2 separate regions of the Sus scrofa genome follow, and region 2 is linked to region 1. Evidence: chromatin contacts called from public Hi-C data. All regions are on one chromosome and are shown on one strand. Each heading gives the region's core, a stretch centred on a gene start, on an enhancer-like site or on the middle of the called end of the contact. The rest is flanking DNA. Distances are from core to core; before and after follow the strand shown.

The links. Hi-C and Micro-C count contacts between places; a contact is called where the count stands out from the background.
Region 2: a contact with region 1 is called in a Hi-C map of embryonic fibroblasts, with 1.8 times the contacts expected there. The contact joins the promoter of FGF7 here to the promoter of DTWD1 in region 1. A contact is called at or near these places in 2 of 47 Hi-C or Micro-C datasets (embryonic fibroblasts and subcutaneous adipose tissue) and 1 of 2 datasets of contacts at active chromatin or transcription factors (skeletal muscle).

Annotation. Positions count from the first base shown.
Region 1 is chr1:122,137,087-122,142,261 of Sscrofa11.1, forward strand. DTWD1 (DTW domain-containing protein 1) reads right to left here and starts at 2,236. Exons shown (of 5, transcript XM_021073763.1): 1 at 2,089-2,236; 2 at 987-1,064. FAM227B (protein FAM227B) reads left to right here and starts at 2,257. Exons shown (of 16, transcript XM_021073744.1): 1 at 2,257-2,393.
Region 2 is chr1:122,275,704-122,280,732 of Sscrofa11.1, forward strand. It overlaps FGF7 (fibroblast growth factor 7), which reads right to left and starts at 3,002. Exons shown (of 4, transcript XM_021073771.1): 1 at 2,637-3,002; 2 at 1,496-1,872. The coding sequence starts at 1,781. The region is part of intron 11 of FAM227B (protein FAM227B); the gene reads left to right.

The DNA of each region.
Region 1 (5,175 bases), core at 986-3,485:
TGTAATAGTCTAGAGTTATCCAGATCATGGGACTCATCCTAACATCTGGGACTCATCCTAACAAAGAAATCGAACTGGACTAATTCACCCTAACTCCATTTCCCTGGGTACTCCAGTAGCTATTGAGGGGTTTGCACGTGCCACCATAGGGTCTAGGCATTGTGGAGAGTTATGCAGTTTCCAAGGTGGATGTCATGAAAGACAACATGATTGCCTGACATTCAATAGAAAACTCCTGGTAAGTTTTTTTACAGCCTCAAAGTGCACTCCTCCTGAGATGCCTCAGAAATATCCCCCTATATTTTTGCCTTCCTTCTATCCATATAACTAAATTAATATTAGCAAAGCCTTATATAAAACATCCCTCCTCTACAAAATCAAACAACACAAATACCTTGAGACAGTGAAAGGGAAATGTCTATGGCTCCTCTCCTTGCCTCACCTACTTCTCACCTATGGCTGAGGTGGCTACAGAAGAGGCCTACAGCTGTTAAGTCATGGGTAGCTCCTTCCAAAGGTCTCTAAAACTGTACAACCAGGATATCTGTCTCAACCTCACCAACAGCCTGTCTCTAATATGTACACATCTTCTGTTGCAAACATGATGACTCAAAACCTTCCAAACATGCTTGTTAACATCAAATACGTGTGAGAAATACAAGTGGAGTTGTGGGGGTAATTGAGAAAACATAAAAACACTTTATTCCTAAGATAATAACAAATATGTTTACCTTACTGGTGTACCCATCGTTCTACAACTTGGGGTGAAAACAAACCAATTTTTTCTCCTTCTACCCTCTTTACCTCCAAAATTAATTGCACGAGCAAGTTCTATCAATTCTACCTTATACATAATGTTCTATTTTTAGTCTCAAAGTCAGGACTCTAGATAGCCCATGGCAATCTCTTACACCTTTTTACTTTTGTGTACTTATTACTGGTTCCATATATTTAACACGGAAAAACGTACTTTAATTTGGAATTACCTTTTCAGTGAAGCTATCCCTCCTAGCAGTCAACTCTCCAAGAGCATAATTCTTGACAGATCTTCCTTATCCCTGTGTCTTATGCAGCATGGAATTCAACAAATACTTGTTAACTAAATGAAAACCATTCTGAAAAAGAAGCATCCACTATGCATCTGCTACTGAAGTATCTGATAAATCTTTACAGGCCATATGCAGCCTAGCAGAAATGGCAGAATTGCAAAATTTTTTTTTGGTGGGGGTGTTAAATAATAAAGGAAAATTAACTCACTTCCCAGAGGAACATCATAGAAAACGCCCCTATCCTGTACTTCAGACCTATTCAAAACTAGGTAAAATCCACTTCATCCCCCCCCTCCCCCGCCAGAGTATTTTTAAGAACCAGGTCACACATGCACAGGTCCAATACCCATTTTTTTAAATCCAAGGTATCACCTTCTCAATACACACTAACAACTCCCCACCCACCATGTGGTAGACGGTCAGTCTTGTCTTAGTTTTTCATGGTACACTAGGGTTCCAACAGAAATAATTCTTAAATATTGTGGTTTTGAGCCAAGTGGCGACTTTATTATCCAACTTCGTGGAATTGGCAGCTTGCAGTGTTAACATTCTTCCTGACTTGTACTACCTTCCCAAGAAATAATTCAAACATAAGGAGCAGATTTTTTGCTTATTATGTAATCAAAATTTTAGTATTTTAAATACACTGCATGGCACGCTGTCTACCAAGTTTCTTCGTGATAATCAATGCCCCGCAAACCACTCCAACACTAAAAAATAAAGAATAGACTTCCAAAAGGACTAACTTTTCCTGGACAGACTTTTCTTGGGGTGGAAAGCACTGAAAATAATTGTTAGGTGAAAAAAAAAATGTTTTTGGAGGAAAAATTCGTACGCCTTTTCCCCAAAGGGCCCTGAAGATCTTAAAAAACGCAAGCGCCCGAGCAGGGACCAGGGCCCCGCTCACAAGCGACGCTCCGCACGACCTCCGCTACGGCCCTGCCAAGGAGCGTCCACTCCGGCAGCTGCCCCGCTCCGGCCAAACCACCGGTCCCCAGAGGCGCGGGGCGGGCACGAGGGATCGCAGTGGGACTCAGACCTGCACAGCCCGCGGGTCGCCGCACAGCTCCACGCGTCTTCCGCTCAGCCCGAGCCGGAGGCGCGCACCCGGCCCCGGTAGCAACTGGGAGCGGCGGAGCGCTTTCCGGGCGACACCAGAGGGAGGAGCCCGACCGTTGCCAAGGCGGTTGCTAGGGCCGGGCTCAGCCAGCCCTGAGGGCGAAGGTAACGGGTGGGGAGGACCGCGGGGCGGGGTTAGACGGGAAGTCCCGCCTCAGCCTCTGCGCGAGTCTGTGGTGTTGCCCTTTTCCGGAGAGAGGAGTTGGAACAGCTGGCCTTGACAGGGTAAGGATGGGCCTTAAGACCCCTGCCAGCCCTCCGCTGAGCTCCCTTCTACGAACTGGCCGGGACCGCCAAAGTGCGATGCGGTTCTCGAAATGTACGGTCAAGGTGTAGTTGCAGTAAGTTGTGAAACATGCGGTTCCTACAGAACTTTCCCATTTCCAATATCCCAAATATTTTAATCGTGGGAACTTTGTTCTATTACTTTTTTTTAAATGACTGTCAGGAGAAATATTTTGTGCGCTGAGTAGTAATGAAAGCTATTAGAGAAATTATATATCTTGATGATTTTGTTTGCTAAACTACACACTCATGTAGAGTTGCACTACTTTGTTCACTTTTCCCGTTTGAAATTAAGCATAATATGTGGATAGATTATTAAGCCATCTTCCCTTGCCCCAACCTAAAGAAAATCCAAACAGAATGAATGCGTGTTAACAATCGTGAGATGTGGAAAAAGTGGCCAGGTATTGAGCAATGTATTGAATACTGTGAATTTAGCAACTGAGAGAGAAAAAGACAGAACCTTGACTTAGAGGACCTTAAAGATATCGTTACACAGTACAGAAGACACAGTATGACTAGTAAATTACACGAATTTCAGAAGAGCTCAGAGTGGAGTAGTCAGTGAAGGCTTATTGACTGGACTTGTGTAAAGCCTTGAAGAATAATTGTGGCTTAGGGCTGTGTTGTTCAGAGTTATTCAGTGTGGGTACCACTGGTGGGGAAGTCCCATTTCTGAGCAAGGAAATCTATTTAGTCACAACTACACTTTTTAAAAATTGAGATGGTCTACTGTGGAAATATCCATGCATGGTACTTGGTAAAGTTAAGTATTACTTTATGGAGTTTTAAATTATATATATGCATGAATGTGTGCACTAGGTCATGTTTATAAAATGTATTTCTCATTGTGTGTTTCTCTTTTAGAAAATTTGAAAGTCACTGCTTTAGGGGGAAAGACTAATAGCAATAGCAAAGTCTCCAAGCCAAGAATAAGTAATTCACACCTTTATCTTTTTTAACTACTTTAATTCAAGTGCACGGATTAAAAAAGCAAATCATTCTGTTTATTAATCAGAGTATCAGGTTATAATAGCTATGTAATAAATTATTCAAAAATATGGCTTTAGTTCAGTAGAGCACAGCGGAACAAATTTTTTTCTGATAAAAGTCAGCTGGGAAAACTATGAATGCTAGCAGAGCTCCTGTGTGTAGCTTCCCCATGTGGCCTGGGCTTCCTCACGATACGGCATTGGGGTAATCAGACTTTTTAGCTTTGTCAAGGGTTGCAATAAGCAAGGCAGAAACTACATGTTCTTTTCTAATTTAGTTCCTAAAAGTAACATAGCATCATTTATCTCACATTCTTTTGATTATAAGTGAGTTTCGAGATATGTCCAGATTTTAAGAGAGAGGACATAGGTGCTACTTCTCAGAAGATTGTCAAGGAGAGTTCTCCTGTGGCACAAGGGGGTTAAGGATCCAGCATTGTCACTGCAGCAGCCTGGGTTGCTGCTGTGGCTAGGTTTTGAACCCTGGCCCAGCACCTTCCACATGCCATGGGTGTGGCAAAAAAAAAAAAAGAAAGAAAAGAAAAGAAAAAAAAGATTGTCAAGGAATTTGAGGCTGTTTAAAAAACAAAAACAGCACAGTGAATTTATTGCTGTTGAGAAAAACCTCAAAATTTCAGTGGTTTAATGCAAAAAACTTATTTCTCACAAGAAATCTACTGTTACTAGTCAGATGAAATGTTAAACTCAAACATGTAAGTTTCTATTTTTAATAGTTCTGCTGTCTCCTACAACTTGGGGTCCACAGCTTACATGACCAGAAAGCATGGTGAATTGCACAAAAAGTTTTAGAGGTCAGCCTTAAAAATGACATAGAGCACTCTGCCCAGATTTCATTGGCCAGAATTTAGTCCAGGGTCCCCACTAAGGGATTATAAGGGAACTATAAGTGAGCCTGAGAAATGTAGAGAAAGATATATATGCATAGATATATATATGTATATATAGATATATATTTTTTTTTAGGGCCACACCTGCAGCATATGGCTAGGGGTCAAATCAGAGTTGCTGCTGGCCTGTGCCACAGCCATAGCAACACCAGATCCAAGCCACATCTTTGACCTACACTACAACTTGCGGCAATGCTGGATCCTTAACCCACTAAACAAGGCCGGGAATCGAACCCTCATCCTCATGGATACTAGTGAGGTTCTTAACCCGCTGAGCCACAGGAGGAAGTACTGAAATGTACATGTATTGATAAGCAATAATAGCTTGCCACATTCTAGGCTTTTAACCAAAACCCTGTGGTCCCCAGTTTTCAGTTCTCTCAAAAGGAAATTTTTTTCAAGAATTTTCAGGTTTTCTTCTGTTATATACTACAAATGGCAAAATATACTGCAACTTCCTGATTTTTCAGGACATTTTCCATTGACTTTCTCCTATGGAGGTCAATGATAAATCTCTTTTATAACACTACCCCCAAGTGTTGAATATTCCTTCTCTCCCTACCCCCACACATGCTTCTTATCCTCTCATCTCTCAATGTAGTAATATCATGATTTTTGTTTAAATTAACATTTGTAAGTACTGTTCAACCCTGAGCCACATATGACATTATCTTCTAATACAATCTTTAACCTTCCTTTGTCTTAATAATTGTCATATTTTTATGTACTTATAAATAATCTGTCCTCAGAAACTCTGCCAAAGTGACAAAACATCACAAACACATCAACTAATCTAGCAGATTTTTTCTATCCAGATAATCC
Region 2 (5,029 bases), core at 1,752-4,251, 140 kb after region 1:
TGAAAAAAATGAGAATTGGAAAAAAATGGTTCCAAAGTCATTCACAAATAGGAACATGGACCTTTCTTCATAAATTCCACCTGGGCTCCATTTTTTTCACCAAGTTCTATTATCCATTATAAATCTCAATCACTTTTAAATAAATTTTCTTGCTTGTGTAGAAGTAACTTGCCACAAGACTTTCCTCCAGATAGTTTTTCCTTAACTAAGCTTCAGTATAATCAGAACAGTATCCTAGAACTAACATAATAACATTATTAATAGCAGTAATAATAAAGCCATACTGTTAGCAATCCACTAAGATGGGCTTAACATTCTGTATCAATTATAGTTAAAAAGTGGATCCTCTCATTTTCGTATTAGAAACATAACTCCACATATCCCCATTTTTGTTCATTAGTTGAGAAGCCTAAAAGTGATTTATTAAATAAGCAGTGAAAGTTTTAAACATTCATTGCAAGCTTGGCACTGTGCTAGGCAAATGTTTACATCATCACCTCATGCATTCTTTTTCAACTGACTTTAACATACATAATATTATAAACTGATACAGTAATAACATTAAGTGCTAGTAACACAAACAAAATTTATTTTCACTCAGGGATTTTAAATTGTTAATGTATATGTTCAGGTATATATTTTATCCCATAAAATTTAAGACTTTTGAAATTGGTTATTAATCCTAACTGCTAAAATGATAAGTCACCCTGATATATTAACATGAAAAGAATAATTGATTCCTGAGGGAAATATAAGGCTTTACATTTAAATCATGGAATTAATTTCTCTTCCAACTCACTTTTATTTCCTCCTTCACATTTACATTTCCCTTAAGGTAACGCAGAACTTTTCTAACATGGAATATTTAGTTAAATAAAATGTTAGAAGGAGCCTATTTGTGTGCTAGGTAAATAATTAAGCAATCAAATACAAGCTCATTATGACATTATCAGAAAAGGATACCACAGATTCACTTCTGTTTTATAACTGTACAGAGTTGTATATGTCACTGAATACATTTTTAGCACAATTCAATATTTTACACCCTAGGAATATTTTTTCAAGGGAAATCAAATTATTTTTAAAAAATTCTCTATTCCTCAAACTAATGGTAAGTTAATTTTGATGAGCATTTACTGAGTACTCTATTAGAGTTCCTAATGGGTTTTGCTAGAAGACAATAAATCACATTTCAGTATGAATAATATCATTTACATTTCCCTTAACATAAAAGCACTTTGAACTAAGGTTGTAGAGACTATATTTTCAAATTGGCTTGGGTTATTACCTCCAACTATAATATTAGTAGATTTGCTCCGTTCCAGGAGATATTTTAGGAACATAGTTTAACCATCCCAATTTAGAAAATAAATAATGATATTTAATTTTTTTCAAAAAAAAAAAAAGGAAACTGAAAAGACAAGTCACTTGGAAAGTGATCCTTTCACAAGTCGTTAAGGCTCATAAGCTGTGCCATAAATAAAACATTACTTACTGTAATTGTTCTTCATCTCTTGAGTCCCTTTGACTTTGCCTCGTTTGTCAATCCTCAGATACCACTGTGTTCGACAGAAGAGTCTTCTCACTCTTATATCCCCTCCTTCCATGTAATCATAACTTCTTGTATGTCGCTCAGGGCTGGAACAGTTCACATTTGTAGCCATTTGCTCTGGAGTCATGTCATTGCATGCCAAAGATAAAGTGCCCACCAGACAGATAATGTGGAAGCATGATCTGTAGAGCAAACTTGGCAGGATCCATGTCAGTATCCATTTGCGCATTATAGTATAGTGCTCCGGGTGTTCATGAATAACATAATGAAAATTAAATCTTGAGTTGATCGTTGCTCCTAGGTCACTGACCTCTTCCTATCTGTGAATTGTAGATGGATTTAAGAACGAGTAGTTGCACTATCCAAATTGTTAGCCTTATCCTTTAGTTCCTGATAACAATATAGAATTCCTCCTTAAGTAAATCTGTTGGTATATCCTTATAAAAACAGGTTGTAATAAGCTTAGTTGCTGCGATGCTGTTTGCTACTTGACTTCTGTTTGCAATGAGAGGTTAACAAATGGGGAGGGAAGAAAGAGAAGAAGATGAAAAATTGTATGTATAAATGTCAGTGGGTAAATAGTATTAGAACATACTGTGTTATTCACACTGTGAAGATGCATTTAAAACAGCTTTCACAGAGTATGTCAATGTCTTTACTACTCTGTAGATTTATGAAAGTTAAGCATTAGTAGAGACAAATCAGAATGGGGTTGTACCATTCATTCTAGTTCCTATTTCATAAGAAACATCCTGCAATTAGAGCTATTTATTTAAATTCAGTTCTAAAACTACTATTAACAAAATATAAATGTTTTTCTCTAGATTTTTTTATTCTTTTACATTTGTGGTTTGTCATTTATTTTCTCCTGAACAGCCTACATTTCTCAAGTTAAATGTCAGGATTGCTCTGGAGAATTTCAACCTTATCTTTATGTAAGTTCTACAGCATAATTACTATAGATAATCACAAGGCTCAAAAAGCTAGTCACTTTACTTTTCCCCTTAGTACTAAAACCAGAGAAAGAGATAAACTACTCACAAACATTCAGCATTGTTTTTAAAGACAAATAACAGCCACTTACTTGTTCTGTTGATAACAGCTGGATACACAAGAATTCCATGTCTGTTGTCTGCCTTGTGCAACTTGAGCTTCTCTAGTGTAGCTACAAACTATTTCTCAGCTGAGAAATTCTCCAGCAGAATCATAATTGTTTCCATAAATCAACAGGCAAGAGGATTTTCTCTGTGTGTGTGAGCGCGTGTGAGCTTGTGTATGTGTGTGTGGAGCCTTTTATTCAGGGCTTTTCGATAAATACCTTTGCTGACCTCATTGGAAGCAATTAAAACTTAACCAGTGAGCTGTTAGTTGAATACAACAGCGAGAATAAAGGAGGCTTGTATAGTATTCATTCAATGGTCATGAGAGGGAGCTATGAACATGGTTTATGCTTAAATCTATAAATGGGTACCTACGTTGTAGAAACTAATCTCTGATTCTGAAGCAGTTAGAAGGGGAAAGAGAATTTTTTAGACTGTCTTTATAATATAGCAGTTGTATATAAGTTGAAAAATATTCCTTTGAACTATATGTAAGGGAATTTTTTAGTAGGAAATCTTTTCCACAGCTTTATGGTGCATGCATTTCTACTATCACATGTTTTTATTCAGAATGTTAGAATAAAACTACTTATATGTATTAATTCACATCTTAGTGTCTTCAAGAGTTATGGGTATATCTCTTCATACAGAGATATTTCAGCATTGCCTTTGAGTATAATCTTATGTCCTATATTCCTAGACTTAAAGTAAGAAAACCTATGTTCTTATTTGAGTTGGGCTACTAATTACCAGTATGACCTTAGGCAAGTCACCTGGCCTTTCTGAATCTCAGCTGCTACATTGTAAAATTAATCTCAATGACTCTATGGTACCTTGTAGTTTTAAAATTCTGTAACTCATTACTCATACTAACAACTAATATAAGAAGGAAGATACATGCTTTTTAAATTATTCTTCTTAAAAATCAAAAATAAGTATTTAGTTCTATATTGGTTATCAGTGTTTGATTCTTGCCCTCAGTAAGAACATCAACGTAATAAATATTACTTTAGGGATGTAATTTTAAGAGCTATAGCCCATGTAAATAAAAGAAAGCTATTTTGCCTTCCTGCTCTAGTGTGTATATAGTAGCGTTCTAATGTTTTATGAGATATCTGTTGCAAAATAATTGCATTGTTAATCTAAATCAATATTTAGGAATATATATTCAAATTCTCTTCCCCATGTTAATACCCCCAGCGTGCGCTTGCATGCACGCTCTCTCTCTCTCTCTCTCTCTCTCTCTCTCTCTCTCTCTCTCTCTCTCTCTCTCTCACACACACACACACACACACACACACACACACACACACACACACACGCACAGTACTTGAAATGCACTACTCTACCACCAGGTGGTGCATGTAGACCGAATAGGAAAAGGAAATTAAGTGCATTCAATTGCATTATACTTTATGTAGTTTCCCTATATGTCTGTGCTTTTGGGGAATAGAATCAAGAGCACAGAAATAGTTTTAATGCACTTAGTTATTCTCTAGGCAACAAATATGAAATTTCTACATTTATTATAGCAGAAGAAGGTGGCCTTTCCATATTTTCCTCTGTAGAAAGCTAGATGGCTACAAAATATTCCATCATGTATTTCTTTATAAGAAGGAATAGAAGAAAAAAAGAAAATATGATGCTGCCGTGCTCTGAATCATACCTCCATTTATTTTGCAGGGAATAGTAATGAGCAGGGTCAGAACGCCTAGGACTTGGATATTCCTTCTAAAGAAATAAAAATTATTAACCATTCACTTGTTAATATATCCAGGAGTTACTAAATCCATCTATTCAACACTGACCCTATAGATTTAATACTAAGAAATCAATAGATCAGAAGTCAAAATTTGCTAATTTAATGCTCAAGACTTAAATAAAGAAATGGATTGTTTGTTGATGAAGAGTGCTTAGTGCTTTTTAAAAATCTGCTATGTAGGGTTAATTGTAAAATAGGAAACAAAGTATGAAATTGTAATCTCTGTACCCTAAATTTATTAGATGCCATTGTATTCTGTGATTTGAAAATATGATCCCTTAATGAGTGGATTAAGTCTCACCAAGGAAACTGTATTTGTATCCTTTGATTATCAGTTTCCGTAATGGAGAATAATTAACTCAGGATGAGCCCACAATCTTTTTGACTAGCATCACAGCTAATAAAATGAAGCACCTCACTTATGCCCTTATTATCAAGAGGGATTCTCCAGAAACCAAGAGCAATGTAGATGTCTCTAGATGTGTTAACCCTCTGTTTTTTTTTAAGTTCTTAGTACTAATAACATTGACAGGTATTTATTGCTCTTGTTTTAATGTACATATAGTGATAGGCTAAGCACAGAAAATATTTGCCGAATGTCTGGTTGTTTCCAGA